Regions from separate parts of the Mus musculus genome. Here regions 1, 2 and 3 are each linked to region 4. The links are chromatin contacts, called in public Hi-C and HiChIP or PLAC-seq maps. All regions are on one chromosome and are shown on one strand. Each heading gives the region's core, a stretch centred on a gene start, on an enhancer-like site or on the middle of the called end of the contact. The rest is flanking DNA. Distances are from core to core; before and after follow the strand shown.

Region 1 (2,700 bases), core at 42-2,541, 200 kb before region 4:
AGTTCTCTGCCCCTTCCACCACCTCCCACCCTTGGGTCTCATCCTCTAGAGAAACCCTGCAGACCAATCTCTTGCTCACACACAGGGCCCTCTCTGTGGACCCCAGGCTACCACCCTACTTCCCAGCTGCGTTTTTTTCCACCCTCTTTCCCACCCTGCACTAAGACAGGGGAGCCCTTTGTGGGGGCCATCAAGCCCTAAATCAGTATTTATATTTCTTGGAGTAAAGTTAATGCTGAGAAAAAGTTCTGGAATGACTGCCCTGGGGACTAAGGCCCATCTGGAAACATGAATAATGTGAAATTTATCCCTCCATGGATTCCCCCACAAGACCAATTACAATATCATCCTTTCCGAGAATTTCTGCCAATTTTTTATGGGGTCACCAGAAAGTTATATGTAAAGTGAAGACTGCACAGATTTATATAGGGGGTAGTTAACTGGTGGGCCGAAGAATGCAGAAGTAAACTACAGGAAACAGTGATGCTCCACAGATGGAGATGCGTGCAAATTTGGCTCTTTGTTTCAGGAAGTGGAATGGATTTATCCATTTATCCATTTATCAAGAATGACTACTGTGTGTTTGACCCTCTTCTAGGCTCTGGGGAGAAAATGGTGGAAGACACTAACACTGCCCCCACGGAGCTGGCATTTTAGTAGCATGGGAACACAGGCTGTAAAGGCTTGAAAAGAATATTGCCAAAAGGCAGCATGTGGAGTTTAGTCCTACTTGAAACTGTGCAAAGAAACAGAGTTCCTTGCATCAGTATCCTGAACATGTGTGCTGCCCTACTTCTTGAGAATGTTGGATGGAATTGTACTCATTGTTTGGAAGCCCATAGAGTAAGAAGGGGACCAGCATGAATGTGTTCCCTCAGACTGCTTAAAGCTGCAAACAAGTTCAAGTGAGTGGTATTTGGCAGAAGGCCTTTGGCTGAAACACTCACCTGACAATGCGTGTGGCGATCTGAACCAGCTGGGGTCTAAGTCAACTGGAGCACTTTGATGAGGTGATGAGCACACATTATCATAAAATTTCAGAGTGGTTGTAATTCACCAAATCATGGCCAGGAATTATCTGACTCTTAGGGAAAACGTCAATTAGAGGGCATCTTCTTTAGTGTCAGTAGTGCCTAAATCTAAAAACTCAGGTGAACGAGTCTGTTACAGAATGATCCCAGTCTCTCCCCTACTAGAAATTCAGAATGAGAGGGGCTGGGAAAGAGTCCAGATATCTCTATTCTGCCAGTGTCCTTGCAGATTCTGCGGCAGGTGCGCCACACTTGGAGCAGAGCCACAGTGTGTTAACAGTTGGCCAGAGGGTGAAGCATACAACACTCCACCAATTGCAAGGGTTTCTTGGCCAGGATCTGTTCCTTGGAAGAGAAGAAGAAAGAGAAGCTGTTTGGTTGGAGCAGTTTCTGTGACTGATTATAGCGTCTCTCTTTCTCTCATGCATTCAAGCAAACAGTTCAGCAACGGCAGTGAACAAGGTTCAGCCTCCCTCCAGAGGGAGGGTGTCACAACCTTCATCTCCCTTCCCCCAACTCCGCCACCCCTGCTGCTGCTGGAATGTAGGAGATTGTAACCATCATGGAGCTGACCTGAGCTTCCTTGGCCCTGGACTGTGCCAGGAGCTTTCTCAAACATCCTCTCGTTTATTCCTTTCAAGTTTTCCTTCCTCAGTCTCTGTAAGTATATATATTAGTTTTCTCATTGTTGTGACCTGACAAGAAGCAGTGCAAATGAAGAAGTGTTTATTCTGGCTAACAATTTAAAATGGATAAAGAAATGATAGGGTTCACCATGGGAAGGAAAGGTATTGTGGTGCAAGGGTGAGAGTTGGTTATACCGCATCCGCAGTCCAGAGGGCGAGAGAAGTGAACGCTGGTGCTCAGCTTGCTCTCCTCCTCTTCTATTCCATGCACTCCTCCAGTTAGTCCACGGGACAGTCTTCAGCAGACTCACGGTGAGTCTTTCCTCCTTAGTCAGACATCATCCATATGTCCATCTGTGATGTTTCATCACAGATACTGAGAGATGCATTTCCTTGGAGACCCTAAATCCCAGCAAGGTAATTGTCAAGAGTGACCATCACAAAATACTTCTGACCTGTCTTGAAGCCCCGCCCACAGGCTGAGGTTGCAGATGTGAACCTCTGTGCCTGTTTTTTTGCATGGGTTCTTGGAATCTGAGCTCAGGTCTTCGGGTTTGCATGGCGGGCACTTTTCCAAATGGGCGACCTTTCCCCCACCTCCTTTTTTGTTTTTTTAATTTTAAAAATTAATTTATTTTTTTATTTATATGAGTACACTGTAGCTGTCTTCAGTCACACCAGAAGAGGGCATCGGATTCCATTACAGATGGTTGTGAGCCACCATGTGGTTGTTGGGAATTGAACTCAGGACCTTTGGAAGAGCAGTCAGTGCTCTTAACTGCTAAACCATCTCTCCAGCCCTCCCCCACCTCTTTAGGCAACTCTGGCTTTTCTACTCGACCACACCCACTCATTTCCTCCCCCACCCCCACCCCCATCTCCCTGATCAACGCCAGCTTCTCTACTTTTCAACAGCCCTCCTTTCCTTCCCTCTTGTTTCTGATCCTCTTCTATCAGAGTGCATGCTCAGTAAGGACAAGGGTTTCTCTAGGTATTCTCTGCGATATCCCCGGGCCCTGGAACAGGATCTGTGGATGGAACAC
Region 2 (2,700 bases), core at 185-2,684, 230 kb before region 4:
ATGGTGCTGCTCGGAGAATTTAGGAAATAAGAAGTGAAATGGTAGATGCCACGTCCCATTTATTTGAAATTATTTCCTAGGATTAAACCTTTCGGGACTAGGAGCCTGATATTTTGGGGAGATGGTTGTTTATTTGGTACCACATTTGCAGAAGAAGTGCATTAAAAAAAGAAAGAAAGGTTGAATGATAGCATCAATTTAAAAGCCCAAGGTATCCAGCTGCGAGCAGAGCCTGGATCAGAAAAGGCTGTAATTGTGAGCATATTTCACATTGCACAAACTGGTCAATTCCTTTATCTTTAAGAGTGGCTGCAGCAAATGTCAACGCTCCAGTTTTATGTCTTTGCCACCACCAGCTCTTTCCTCTCACAGTGTGACTCACATCCATAGTCACTCCCTGGGTGATGAGAAAGCCTTTGTAGGACATCAATTCCCAGGACTCAATTTTCTCTATCAGATTGTTGCAAATAAATCTTATTTTATATCTCAGCTCATAACCTGCGGTGGAAATGCTTCACTGTGCCTCCGTGTTCTATTGCTGTGTTTAATGCCACGGCTGGGGACTTGATCATCAACTCTCCAAGAGACACCAGAGATGGGGAATGCGCCTGCCCTTCCCCCACCCTGGACCCCCTCCCCCCAGCATCGACCACACATAAAGGTAGTAAATCACCATCATGATTGTCTAGACATAGCCAATCAGCTGGCTTAATGACATAGGAAGTAGGTTGCTGGGGAGGAGAAATGGCTTTTTAACAAGACAATTCGCATCAAACAGCAATTTATCCTTCACAGAACATTTAATTTTTCTAGAAAGTTATCAGAAGCAAAAGTGTCATTCGGAAGCTGCTTGGCACCGCTTGTGCTTTCTGAGTCACTTCACCAGCTCGAGTGAAGCACACAGGTACATTCCTAAAGTAATCTTCAGAATATTAGCTGTCATCAACCGCCTTGGTGGTGGTTTTGGTAGTTGGGGGGGGGGGGGGCAGGTTGACACATTTTCTTGGAAATGACAGAAGTTCCAAAATACTGCTTCCTGCCTGACTCAAGTCTGGGACCTACTCCCCCCTCTCCCTCTGATAAGGAGCTGAAAGGACATGACTCTACCTACCTCCAGGTCTCACTCAGTCCTCTCAAATGCATGGCATCTGAGCATCCCCAACTCTGCTTGGGACTGCATTTACGTTCAGCTACCAAGGTGAAAGCTTCCCAGGGGCTTGTCCCTACTGTGGTTTCTGTAAGTGGTTCCTGCAGATATCTCTGGGGACCCGGAAGGGGTATTTTCCCCTATAAAAGGACACAAGGGACGCTGCAAGCCAGGTTCACAGCACCCAGGTCTAATCCTTGGTTTGTAGGAGCTCTGTAGGAGCTGACTATAGATCATAACTGAACAGAAAACAAAACCGAAACCACAGACGTATCTCTTAGTTCTTAAATGAAACTGCACTGCCTTTAGCAAGCTCTCTTTCGATTTGAACTATGCACAACCTAAACCCTCTGTCACAGAGATGTTGAGTCTCTCTTATGCTGAGGGATTTTTGGTATTTCCTCACTTTCTCTTCCTTCATCCTAGCTTACTCGTGTGCCGCTGGAGATCAAACCTTGTTCGTGTTTAACTAGTGCTATACCACAGAGCTACATCCCCAGTGCTTGGCTATTTTGAAAAAGCAGTTTGTTGTGTGTCTTAGGGTTTTGCTGCTGTGAACAGACACCATGACCAAGGCAACTCTTATAAGGACAACATTTGATTGGGGCTAGCTTACAGGTTCAGTCCAATATCATCAAGGCAGGAACATGGCCGCATCCAGGCAGGCGTGATGCAGGAGGACTTAAGGGTTCTACATCTTCATCTGAAGGCTGCTAGCAGAATACTGGCTTCCAGGCAGCTAGGATAAGGGTTTCAAAGCCCATGCCCACAGTGACACACCTACTCCAACAGAGCCACTCCTTCTAGTGCCACTCCCTGGGCCGAGCATATATAAACCATCACACTTTGTAACTCAGGCTGGTCTCAGCTCACGATCCTTCGGCCTCTGTTCCTGGAGTCCAGCAATTGCAGATGTTGCACTACCGTGTCCTGCTTAGCTTAGCAATTCCTGCTGACCCTTCATTCTCCACATACCCACTATGCCTCTGTGTGTTCCAGCTTCACAGATCTTTAAACCACTCTCGATTTAAACAGAACCCTAAAACCGGTACTTCACATGTATCTTTTGAATCAGAATTTTGTAGCTAAAGCCAGAAGTTCTGCTCAGCGTTCGAAAAGGTTCACAAGGATTAATTGCTCAGACTGGGGCTATAGTTTACTGCTCAAATGCCTGCATGACACATGAAAGGACCTGGGTTCCGCCCCCAGCTCTACAAAAATAAGTATATGAAGGACCAGGGGATCTGCTGATTGCACTATAAATAAACGTGCTCCCTGAAACGTCGGTTTCTTTTCTCTTTTTAAAAAGAGTTTGTATTTAGAAGCATGTGGTTGTAAACCAGCCAGTGGTGGTGGTGGGGAAGGGGTAGCCTCTACTGCTTCATTGGTGGTGGTGGTGGTGAAGGGGTAGCCTCTACTGCTTCTTTGGTGGTGGTGGTGGTGGTGGTGGTGGTAGTGGTGAGTGGGTAACCTTTACTGCTTCATTCATCTTGTATCCTATATGAGGCAGTCCCCACTTTGGCCTCAGAAGACCTTCGTCTAGCCAACATGGG
Region 3 (2,700 bases), core at 165-2,664, 160 kb after region 4:
ACTCTATAATGTTTCTATATACTTTGCTGGAGAATTCTGCATAATATACTAGTATACATATTCTTATCTAACACCTGATTACAAATTCCTACTCTTCCCAAATTGCATGAAAATAGCTTTGTTCTACAAATATAATACATGATAGATCTACCCAAACATAATGAAACCTACAAACATTCACAATCATATTTCTAAGGTGGTTTTATACATATACACCTAGGTAGTAAGAAAATGAAGGAGTTTTGAATTAATAGATTTATCTTGGAAAAACATAATACTCCTTAAAAAAAAAAAAAACCATTGCTCAGCTCACTGTCTGCTTCATGCTGACAAAATCTAAAAAGCAACCGTCACAAGCCTTTCTCACCAGGACATACTATGTCATCTGAAACAGTAAGCCAAAGTGTATCTCTACTCCTTGAAAATTAATCTCATCAGGTATTTGGTCACAATGAACAGAAAAATATACAGAAAACTAGTGTCAGAGATGGGATGGTTGCATTGATAAACTTGGCCATGGTGTTTCACTTGGCATGGCTTTCAGAATAGGTTATCGGAAGAACATGAATGAGTTGTAGCTGTGGGCTCAAGAAGCCCCAGAAGGCTATGAACAGTGATAGTTGAAAAATGCAGGCAGGAGTACGGAACAGCAGAAGGCTGGGAGAAACTCAGAGAGGAAAGGCCAGGCTCCTGAAGTGTCAGGAGGTGAAGTGAATAAGGATTTCAGTAGGAAGTAGGCTAGAAGGCAATCATTCTATGTTTGGCAAAAAATCTGGCTGCGTTCTGCCTGTGTCCTTAAAATTTGAGTAAAATGAATTAGAAAGGATGGATTTTCATTGGCAAAGGAGCATTCTAGACAATGTAACATACAGCGAGTCATGCACGAAGAATGAGACTGTAGCAGGAAAATGAGAAGGGAATAAAGAAGCTGGAAGGGAAAACAAGTTAGAATTCACAAGCATATAAACACAAGTTTTGAAGTAAAAACAAACTGACTAGCTGAGCTTCGAGCTAAGTCTATCAGTGAGCTGGAAAATCAAGAAGCCTGGAGGAGCGCAGCAGAAATGAGGGGAGGACAGAACAGAAGGACGGAAGGAAGGTATTACATGCGCAGGCTACACTCTCGGGTGACAGCAGTTTTCCTGGAAAGATAAGCATTTAAAGAAACAGTATTTAGGGTGATCGTCAGTTGAGAATATTCTGAGAACTGAAGGTAAACACCTCTACTGAGATCTCCACACACCAGTGAGAACCGGTATCCTGCCAAGGAAAAAACAAGACTTGACAAGTGAATGATAATCAGGTTACATCTCAGAGCCTCAGGGATAAAACAGCAGTCCTAGGAATTATCAGAAAAGAGAAACAGCTGCTTAAAGGGGAGTATGATCCAAAAAACACCGCCCCATTATCAACAGTGAGAGAAGATGACAGAGCAGAATCCCCACAGAACAATGGGGAAGAAACAAGGGAACATGTAAGTTAAACAAATCCTTCAAATGTCTGCTTCTTCACAGAGCAGAACCTTTATGAAAGAAGTGTTTTTGGTTTTTTGAAAGAGAGAGAAACATCTACAACTGGATGGGTAGGGAGGTGAAGAAGGTGGTGAGGAGAAAACCGTCATCAAAATATATTTTATAGCTGGGTAATAGTGGCGCCTGCCTTTGATTCCAGCACTCGGCAGGCCAAGCTCTGTGAGGTCGAGGCCAGCTTAACCTACATAGTAAGTTCCAGGACAGCCAGAGCTACACAGAGGAAACCCTGTTTTGAAAAAAATAAATAGAAAATTTTAATTAAAATTCAGTTAATTAAAAATAAGAATAGGGGGCTGGAGAGATGGCTCAGCGGTTAAGAGTGCTGACTGCTCTTCCGAAGGTCGTGAGTTCAAATCCCAGCAACCACATGATGACTTACAACCATCCCTAATGAGATCTGATGCCCTCTTCTGAGATGTCTAAAGACAGCTACAGTGTACTTACATATAATAAGTAAATAAATAAATAAATCTTTAAACAACAACAACAACAGGTCACAGGCTCAGGGAACATCATAGAAGAGGCAGTGGAAAGAATGAGTCAGGACGGGAAAAGCGCTGTGACATCTGTCTTCTAGAACAGCAGTTCCCAATATGTGGGTTGGGACCCCCTTTGTGGGTACAATGGCCCTTTCAATGGGGTCACTTAAGACCATTGGAAAACACAGATATTATATTCTGACTCATAACAGCAGAATTACAGTTATGAAGTAGCAACAGAAATACTTGTATGAGGAACTGTATTAAAGGGTTGCAGCAATAGAGAGGTGGTTAGCCTCTGCTGTGGATTGACATGGCTGTAGAATTCATGAACTCACAGCAGCTGTGGCTACCCACACAATACCTTTGTAAAATCATGTAGGCATAAATGATCTCTCCAGGCCCTACTCTACCCCTTGGTGAGGAACTATTGGCAGGTGAAGAGACTCTTTATTGAAGCTAGGTTTCCCATGCTCCACTAGAGGGCCCCACATGGGCACATAGGGGCAATGCTAGATGGATTTAGTGAGTCAATAAAAAGCAAAGTTGGTTCTTTTATTGTTGAGAATACTTTTTGCTATCCTAGGTTTTTTTATTATTCCAGATAAATTTGCAAATTGTCCTTTTTTATCTCAGTGAAGAATTGAGCTGGAATTTTGATGGGAATTGTATTGAATGTGTAGATTGCT
Region 4 (2,700 bases), core at 70-2,569:
AGTTTCCTCTATCTAAAACAATACTTTTAAGTCCAACGACCTTCCCAATTTTTAAGCCACCGTTATCATTTAAGAAGCCTTGCCCTGGGTGAATGATCCCAATATTAAATACATATGTGTCTTCCCTGTCTGAGAACAGACAGCTTAATCTTATCTAAGGCCCCCCACCCCCCACCCCCCAGAGCTGATGGTCGGCAATTCTAAAAGATATAGCCAAAACCTGCTTGAAAATAGCTACAAGAAAAATCACCCTTTCCGGCATGGCTGACAAACTCTGAAACAGATTTCTGAACCGCTTGTCTTAATCCCATTCAGAAAAATCTAGTAAAATGTTCACCAAAATTCGACGATGGAATGAATGCTAGGCTTAAAACTCTGGGTACATCTGAAAAACGGCCCCCTCAGGAGAAAGAGTATTTGAAGCCAGTTGGTGCATCGCTGTCCCCACCACCACCACCACCCCAACCAATGTAGATGCCTAGGTGGGGAGGGGGTGAAAGGATTTGGAGGCTACATTAACAGCTGTTCCTGACTAGTCGGTTCTGGGGAGAGCCAGGGTACGCCCCTCTTCCCACGGTGGGGCACAGGTAGCCCCCAACCCCTTGGCGTGGTGCTCGCCACAAACACACCCCAGAGCCAGGTGTCGCCAGCCGGGGACAGAGATGGTCCTAGGAGCTGAGGCTGCGGCCGGGTAGCTCCAGAAACAGGGAATCTCACCCAGCTGCCTCCTCTCAGCCTCCCTTTAGGTCAAATCCAGGACAAAAAAAAAATTGCCCAACACCGATCGGTGGAAGTTTTCAAGGACTTAAAGAAAAATAAAGATGCAGCCTTAAGTTGGCCAAAGTCAGCGCCACTGAGTGCGGCGGGAAGCAGACTAGCGACCCCGCGGGGATGAGCTCAGCGACAGTCCCCGGAGACTGCCACCCCAGAGGCAGAAGGGACCCGGCTGTGTCCGGGGAGAGAGCGGCCCCAAGGCCCGGCAGAGGCTTCGGAAGAGACGAGAGAGGCCGCGGGGCTCGTTCCCGGCAGGTCCCGGAGACCCAAAGGGGAAGCGCGGGGACCGACCCGCGCGCACCACTGGGATGCGGGCGACCACCGGCCACCACCCCGCGCCCGGCGTCTCCGACTCGCCGCGCACCCTACCTCGCGCCTCCGCTGCTCGCCTTTGTTCGCGGCCCCGCAGCGCTGGTAGATGCAGCCCCGCCGAGCCCGCTGCCCGTGTGGCTCGGCCGCCGCGGTGGCACCGGGAGCCTCCTCACGGCCGCCCCCCTCGCGCGCGCTCGCACAGCACGCCGCCGCCGCCGCCTCCCACCCGCCCAGCAAGGAGGGCGGGGGAACGCGACGCCGCCAAGGAGGAGGAGGAGGCGGAGGCAGCGCGCAGCGGGCGCCCGGGGACCGGAGGGACGCACCACAGCGCCGCCCGCCGCTCGGGGACCCGCGCTGGAGCCCCCAGCGGGCGGCAGCTTCGGGGACGCACTTAGCGGGAGGAAGGCTCGGGGACCCGCGCCTTCACGCCCCGAGGACGTGCACCCCGAGCAAATTTGGGCTACCCAGGAGGAGGGCGGTGGGAGTGGCGCCGAGGGACCAGGAAGAGGCTGGGGCAAGGGCGCCCTGCCGGCCTCCGGCTCCGCCTGGCCGGTGCCTGGAGACCGACTCTTCCCGGTGGCCTGGGAAGGGAGTGGCTCTGGCGGGAACCGATCGCGCTTTGCTGGGCGTGCACACTGCCTGGGTGGATATAGAGAGAGCAAAGTGAGACCCCTTAGTTCTGGAGTCCGGGTTAGTGACCACCCTATGGATCCCGGGGCCCGCCTCTTCCACCCAGCAATCAGCCCCCACTGCAGCAGCCAAGGGAGACAAATCCAAGCAAGTTTGGAGAAATGCGGATCCTAAAATTCAGAATGAGAAAGGGAAAAGAAAAAAAAAAAAACTAGAAAAACAGGTGGGAGATTAAAGCCAGTCTTGGGGAGGTTCTTCCTACCTGCCTAAAATGGGGTGAATTCAAAGTCTGACCCAGGTGGGCCGGCGCCTTGAAGCTGGCTAGGGGATACCTCTTTTATCTGCGCCTTGGAGGCAGCCATCATCATCATCTCTGTAATCTGTTTCTGTTGCCCCGGGCACACACCTGTATTCTCTGAAATGTGGGCTTGCAAAAAGGGGTGTCCAAGGGTGTGTGTGTGTGTGTGTGTGTAGGCTTGTTTGTCAAACTTATTTCAGAGACGCGTTAAATGTTGTCAAAGAGTGTGATTCATTTATACTTACTGTCAGTTTACCAAAAGTAACTTCACAAGAGAGATCGTGTATGAAATTCTTGCCAGGCCACCAACCAAGCTGATAAGGAATTGAAAAGGAATCTCGGGTTATCAGTTCATCTCCAACCAGAGCCACAGCTAAGTCATAATAATAAATAGATAAGTGAGTATCATTCAAGTTAAGAAAATAAAATTATAGCAAGTAGCAATCATCAGTCATTTTAAGCCAGGCACCGTACTAAACTCTTAAACGTATTAATTCCATCCTCACAGCAGCTCTCTATGTCATCCTTCCCAGCTTTGTTCTAAAGAGATTAATATGCTGAGACTTAGACTGTATGAATACCAAAAATAATTGCCCACTTCCTTTCCCGTTAGAGGGAGAACAAGTATGTGTTTATATTGAGCTGAAAAAGGCAAGGGGAAAAAAATGGATGAAGAGAATGAGGAG

What was found. Hi-C and Micro-C count contacts between places; a contact is called where the count stands out from the background. HiChIP or PLAC-seq counts read pairs in DNA pulled down with a chosen protein or histone mark.
Region 1: a contact with region 4 is called in an H3K27ac HiChIP or PLAC-seq map of embryonic stem cells, with 6 read pairs. The contact joins the promoter of 5730405A17Rik here to the promoter of Sh3rf1 in region 4. A contact is called at or near these places in 1 of 15 datasets of contacts at CTCF or cohesin (large pre-B cells), 1 of 484 Hi-C or Micro-C datasets (the N1E-115 cell line), 16 of 115 datasets of contacts at active chromatin or transcription factors (CD8 T cells, bone marrow-derived macrophages, craniofacial prominence and 10 more) and 1 of 9 other capture datasets (liver).
Region 2: an H3K27ac HiChIP or PLAC-seq map of regulatory T cells shows a contact between it and region 4, with 3 times the contacts expected there. The contact joins the enhancer-like site here to the promoter of Sh3rf1 in region 4. A contact is called at or near these places in 1 of 15 datasets of contacts at CTCF or cohesin (pro-B cells), 7 of 484 Hi-C or Micro-C datasets (CD4 T cells, the N1E-115 cell line, group 2 innate lymphoid cells and 3 more), 21 of 115 datasets of contacts at active chromatin or transcription factors (the 230-238 cell line, VIP interneurons, bone marrow-derived macrophages and 15 more) and 1 of 9 other capture datasets (liver).
Region 3: a Hi-C map of lens fibers shows a contact between it and region 4, with 2.6 times the contacts expected there. The contact joins the enhancer-like site here to the promoter of Sh3rf1 in region 4. A contact is called at or near these places in 10 of 484 Hi-C or Micro-C datasets (the AML12 cell line, the C2C12 cell line, the G1E-ER4 cell line and 6 more) and 3 of 115 datasets of contacts at active chromatin or transcription factors (bone marrow-derived macrophages, neural tube and stem cell-derived neural progenitor cells).

What each region holds. Positions count from the first base shown.
Region 1 is chr8:61,426,719-61,429,418 of GRCm38.p6, reverse strand. 5730405A17Rik (a long non-coding RNA gene) reads left to right here and starts at 1,291. Exons shown (of 4, transcript XR_001778559.2): 1 at 1,291-1,691. It also overlaps a transcript of Sh3rf1 not described here.
Region 2 is chr8:61,449,830-61,452,529 of GRCm38.p6, reverse strand. It overlaps a transcript of Sh3rf1 not described here. Among named protein-coding and RNA genes, the nearest start is that of 5730405A17Rik, 23 kb to the right of the region's middle. Within about 2 kb of position 1,434, at least 109 of the 459 cell types and tissues checked have an H3K27ac peak or open chromatin away from gene starts, as enhancers often do. A contact at or near this core is called in the 230-238 cell line, bone marrow-derived macrophages, effector CD8 T cells and 6 more, where this site is marked.
Region 3 is chr8:61,059,130-61,061,829 of GRCm38.p6, reverse strand. All of the region lies in intron 17 of Nek1 (NIMA (never in mitosis gene a)-related expressed kinase 1), which reads right to left. Among named protein-coding and RNA genes, the nearest start is that of Nek1, 67 kb to the right of the region's middle. Within about 2 kb of position 1,414, at least 7 of the 459 cell types and tissues checked have an H3K27ac peak or open chromatin away from gene starts, as enhancers often do. A contact at or near this core is called in the G1E-ER4 cell line, where this site is marked.
Region 4 is chr8:61,222,790-61,225,489 of GRCm38.p6, reverse strand. It overlaps Sh3rf1 (SH3 domain containing ring finger 1), which reads right to left and starts at 1,319. Exons shown (of 12, transcript NM_021506.2): 1 at 1,144-1,319.